2 separate regions of the Mus musculus genome follow, and region 2 is linked to region 1. A link is a contact called in public HiChIP or PLAC-seq data. All regions are on one chromosome and are shown on one strand. The core of a region is the stretch at or near the end of the contact, and the rest is flanking DNA. Distances in the headings are between cores, read along the strand shown. Region 1 overlaps Tpm3 (tropomyosin 3, gamma). Region 2 has its middle 17 kb from the start of S100a6.

Evidence for each region. HiChIP or PLAC-seq counts read pairs in DNA pulled down with a chosen protein or histone mark.
Region 2: a contact with region 1 is called in a FOXA1 HiChIP or PLAC-seq map of pancreatic cancer cells. The contact joins two enhancer-like sites. A contact is called at or near these places in 1 of 39 promoter capture datasets (frontonasal cranial neural crest), 1 of 484 Hi-C or Micro-C datasets (pro-B cells) and 2 of 115 datasets of contacts at active chromatin or transcription factors (memory CD8 T cells and pancreatic cancer cells).

The regions. Positions count from the first base shown.
Region 1 is chr3:90,084,214-90,086,913 of GRCm38.p6, forward strand. Tpm3 (tropomyosin 3, gamma) reads left to right here. Exons shown (of 10, transcript NM_001293748.1): 3 at 2,233-2,366. Among named protein-coding and RNA genes, the nearest start is that of Tpm3, 13 kb to the left of the region's middle. Within about 2 kb of position 1,303, at least 113 of the 459 cell types and tissues checked have an H3K27ac peak or open chromatin away from gene starts, as enhancers often do. A contact at or near this core is called in pancreatic cancer cells, where this site is marked.
Region 2 is chr3:90,628,100-90,630,799 of GRCm38.p6, forward strand. No RefSeq gene overlaps it. Among named protein-coding and RNA genes, the nearest start is that of S100a6, 17 kb to the left of the region's middle. Within about 2 kb of position 1,397, at least 38 of the 459 cell types and tissues checked have an H3K27ac peak or open chromatin away from gene starts, as enhancers often do. A contact at or near this core is called in pancreatic cancer cells, where this site is marked.

The DNA.
Region 1 (2,700 bases), core at 53-2,552:
CTGTTATCTTTTTCCAGTTTGGGTAACTAGGAGCTGGAAAGGGACTTAACATTTCATGTGCTTCCTGCAGATCCAGCTGCATTTTTCTCTTTAATTCCCCCCACCCCCAGGTTTATTGATTTTTCTGTGAATCAGTGTTTTTGCCTGTGTGGTGTATGTATGTGTACCATGTATGTGTTTGGTGCCCATGGAAGTCAGAAGAGGGCTTTGGAGCCTCTGAAACTGGAATTATGGATGGTTGTGGATCACTGTGTGGGTGCTGGGAATCAAACCTGGGTTCTCTGTAAGAGCAACTGGTGCTGTTAACTGCCGAGCCATCTCTCCAGCCCCTCAGGCTGCATTTTTCATGTTTTTGTTGTAACCGTCGTAAGGGGTAAGTACTGTGTGGTATTGTGAGTGTATCACAGCCCTGGTCTGATAGCCTGGCTTGCTCTGGACTGGTTGGCCCTGTTGAGTTTGTGAGGATAAATCTGTGTTGTCTTCCAGGACATCTGTTTTCCTAGAAGAGACAGAACTAGAGAATGCTTGCCTTTGTGGTGTTCTGAATGGTAGAGTTAGGAACACAAATGGTTTCTCAGGAATTTCAATTTATGTAGACTTCTCAGTTTAATTTTTTTCCCTTATCCTGGTCTCCTGCCTCCTTCCCCAATCTCTCCTGTGTTTGTATGTGGAAATTTTTGTTCCAATCCTGACTGTTAGCAGGATCTTATCCAGTTATATCCCTCCCTGTAGGGCTGATGGCCCAGATTCTCCAGCTGCTACCACCCTTGACTGTTAGAGGAAACCAGGGTAATGGAATTCAGGCACAGTCTGGGCTGGAGAGGGGAGCCAGAGTTCACCGGGATAGAAGCGTTTGAACGTCATCATGTGTAGCAAAGATCTTAAATTTGGGGTGGTGTTTATTTGTTTGAAACAGGGTCTCCTTGGGTAGCCCACGTTGGCATTGAACTTACCCTGTCTTCAGAGTGCTAGATTGTGGCCACGTATAATCCCATCTGTGAGAACCCCTTCCAGACTGACAGTAGACCAGCTATGTTGGTGACTTACTTGGACTTGAGCGTGTGCTTTGTTGCATATGAAGCCAGGGAAGTTACTATTAGGAATTGTACTGAAGTCCAGTGAAGCTTAGTAGGAGGTTGTTAGAGGCATAGAATAGAAAGGCAGGCAGCCAGCCAGAGGCGTGGCGCTAGGTGGAAGCTAGGGTTCTTGTTTGTTTTTTATAAGGGAACACACTGAAGGGGCGGGGTGGGGGAAGATGGACAGTTTGTGGGGACTAGTTCTCTTTGTCCCCCGTGTGGTTCCCAGAAGTAGGGCTCAGATCCTCAGCCTTGGCATCTGGTACCTTTAGCTGTTGAGTCATCTTTGCAGCCCAAGAGAGCCCAATCTTGCGTCCTTTCCCTTTCCTGTCTGGAGAGCTGTCTGGAAGGCATTAGTTGGTCATCTTCCTGGTGTGTTCGGGGAAGGAGATCACAAGGTTAAACTGGTATACATAGAGAAATATAAAATGATAGAAATACTAAACACCGGGTATCCTGGCATTTGCCTGTAGTCCCAACACTCAGGAGGATCTGGAGTTGAAAACTGGAAGTAGCTGTCATTGAAGGAGAAGTCTGTCTCCTCTAGCTGCTTTTTTGAGACAGGATCTCACTGTGTAGACTAGGACTAGACTGGCTTCAGACTCAGGGAGACCTACTTGCCTCTGCCTCCTGCGTGCCACAATTGAAGGTGTGTGTCAATACACCCGGCTTTGTTGGCCCTTATAGGTTCTGGGATTTGAATTGAGTCCAGAAGAGAAAAAATGATACTGTGTGGATAAGGAACTGAATTTTAGAATGCTCTGCAGGGCTGAGGGTACCACCCCTTTGTTAGAGTGCTTGTCGGACATGCACAAAACCCTGGGTTCTATCCCTCACACAGCATAAATTGGACATTGTGGAACATACCTGTAATCTCAACACTTGGGAGGTACTCCATGGCACGTTCAAGCCAGCGTGGGCTACGTGAGGTTAGTTCACATGAGCAAAACATTTCCTGTTTAACCAATGGGAGTTCTTAGCTAGGGAAGGAGGAAACTGATTAGTAATCATGTAGTTAGATCTTTAGCATTTAAAGCAAGACAGGCTCTATCTTACCTACACGACTGGCTTCTTCATAGTAGTCAGGTCTAGCCTTCTGTTACAGTTGGTTTTCTCACCAGAAGTTGATTTGTTTTCCATTTCCCATTGATTGAAGGCTGAAGCTGAGGTGGCCTCCTTGAACCGCAGGATCCAGCTGGTTGAAGAGGAGCTGGACCGTGCGCAGGAGCGCCTTGCCACTGCTTTGCAGAAGCTGGAGGAAGCAGAGAAGGCTGCTGATGAGAGTGAGAGGTGTGTGAATCCCAAAAGAATAGGCCGGCGGGGCTTCTGGGTGGAGCAGCCCTCTCCTGCCTGGCCTGAGGTGTCCTGGGTTCCATCCCTGGCACTGCAGACAGTAAAGCTGATAGTGGCTCTGACCTGGATTTTCCACTAGACCTGTTTTTTGTTTTGTTTGTGTTTTTTGTTTGAGGCATGGTCTCATGTAACCCAGACTGGCTTTGAACTCTTGAGCCTCCCGCCTCCACTCTTTGGGTTTGTTTTTGTTTGTTTGTTTGGTTTTGGTTTTGGTTTTTTGAGACAGGGTTTCTCTGTGTAGCCCTGGCTGTCCTGGAACTCACTTTGTAGA
Region 2 (2,700 bases), core at 147-2,646, 540 kb after region 1:
TGGACAATAGCGGTTTGAGCAGAAGCTAGACCCATTTGTTCCTCTTCAGGGCTAAGTCACTGGGCCACAGCAGAGCATAGGCTCCCAAAGGGAAGAGCCGAGCTAAGATTTTACATGCCCATGTATCTCTCATGTTGCTCTTGAAAGTGCTTTTGTTTTTTCAAACCAAACTTGTCCTGCACCTCAAACTCTCTATGGGCTTCAGCCACGGGCCAGGTCCTTGAGTTTGCATATCAAGCCTTTCACAGTTGTGTCTCTGCCTCTTCTGCTTCATTTTCTGCAACTTCTTCTTTTTTTTTTTCTCCAGGTCAAAGTTTATAGTCGGACAGAGATTCCTGGACATACACACAAACCAAACCAAACCATACCAACCCCCCCCGAAATGACCCCCCAACCCCAAGCAAACACCCTCCAATAAAAAACTTTCCTTTTAGTTATCTTGGAGAAGTGTGGGTCACAACAGAATGTATGGACAAGGTGACATTTGCCAGATGGTGCAGGTCAAGACATTACAGTCCCATGAGAGATTAACTGTTCAAAACAAGCAAAATACACTGGGATATACTAAAGCCAGTGCTAATATTTTACAAAGAGGATAGCTCATTAATGGGAGAAGATATATCTTGCAGGTAAAAAAATGGCACAATTTTTGTTTGCTAACAGGAATTTTAAAAGAAAGTGATCACAGCACTAAAGCTTCACTCTGTAGAACCCAGCTCAGATCAGGCTGCTGCTAGCAAAAGAGCCTGGCTCACTCAACAGTATGGACTGCCCTCTTCTGATCCTGCATCCTTCCAACCTCCGTGACTCAAGTTTGCAACTTTCCTGTCACACTTCAGCCCTCCAACCTTCCATACCCAGCTGTACATGTATGCAGTGACATCTTAGGTCCTGGGCTTTCCACTTTGTCTCCCCCACTGTCCGGATATATTATTCCTCTGCAACAGTCTTTGTTTCAAGAGAATGACACTGGTTTGCATGCCTGTCCTTCCTCCATTTTCCCCTTTCCCCATATCCCTCACTTGAATCTGAACTGAGATACTTCTCATAGGGACGCGTCCTCTTCAAAGGCCTACCATATGGTGGGTGCTCAATAAATCATTACTTACACTGAGAAAGGATGTAGGGAAAAGGGCTCAGAGAGGAGCCTGTGAAAGGTGCTTTTAGGTAGGGCTCTGGTCATGAACATCTTAGAGGATGGACCAGAAAGTTGAAGTATGTGAGACTAGGCCACGTAGGTGTGTGTCTCTGAGACTTCAGGCACTGGGCAGGGGTGTCTTTAGGTCATCATCTCAGGGATACCTGGAGGGCTCAGTTCTGAATGCTGTATTCATCGCTGTGTTCCACATGCCCAACATTGAGTCAGGCACAGCAGGTGCCTATGAGTCATAACCACTAACTTTTTGAAGTGCAAATGCAGACAAAACCAGTTCTCTTCAAACAACACACTCTCAGCCACCATTCCTTACCCTGGATGAAATCATAGCAGGCTCATAGCCTTTTTAGTATCTCTGAGGTCATGAACTACAGGTAGTGGAAAGTCCACTTAAAATTCTCCATTCCTGTTCCACTCAAAGGTTTCTACTGCTCCAGCCAGGCCTACCCTGCAATTGGGAAGAGGCTCGTGGGGAGCCTCTTTACTCTTTTGGTCATCTGTCATGATCACTGTGTCTTCCTTCTCTTCTGATTAGGGGGAATAGAGACACGAGGAGTCACAGCTTTCTGACCATCACCCTCAAGGTGGGTTGACTCCTGTGAGTCTGTCTCTTTCACCTGATCACTATGATAGTCCTCACCAGGATCCAGCCAATGTCTGCATGAGAACTCTGTTGGGGTTAAGTTAATCTGTAGGCAGACCCTATTTTTTAGGGATCCTTATCTGATCATGAGACCTCAATAGTTGCCTGGACATCAAGTGGCAGCACAGTTGACTTCCCTGTAGCCATCTTTCCTCATTGACTTTGGGGTCAGGCAGCCTCTTACCTTCAGAATGTTTAACACATACAGGAGCCATTTCCTGTATTTTCCACGAACATACAGGAAATGGCTCCTGCTTCAGTCAACTGAGAGATTCTCTTAGTGAGCTTCCCAGTTGGTCTAGGGGGAATAGTGTCTGTTCTCCTCTTCTTTGGTGGTGAGTGGGAACAAATGGCATCCCCCAAACACCCCAGTCGTCTCTCTGAGTAACCCTAGATTGTCTTTTCTTGAGGTGAGGATAGGGTTATTGCGTGTGTTGGAGCTAGCCTCCTGCCAAAATATTCCCCATGGAGGATCAAGAGCCTCTCCAGAATGCTTAGAAATGTACCCCTTTTATCCACTGTGCAGCCACTGTAATTGAAGCAGTGAAACATTTAACTTCCTGTGACTTTAGGGTCTGGAGAATGAGTGAATGGATGGAATTGCATTTGGTGGGTCTTGGTTGCTTCCTTCAGGAGACTTCCTGGGTGAGAAGCAAGACTAGTAAGAGGAAGGGAGGCTGGCAAAGGAGTGGAAAGGGGGCTCAGGTCTGGGTCCTCTGTGTAGAATGTGTGGTAATTGCAAAATGAGCCAGTAAGTCCCCAGTGCCCAGAGGCCTACTATGAGGCCAGGTGGTCCTTGCTATTATCCTTGCGTTTATTTTCATCTGTCCAACCACCACCTTTCTGAGGCTTTGCCCCTCATTTCTAGCTGTCTTTCTTGTTTCCATATCCTTCTGGTGGT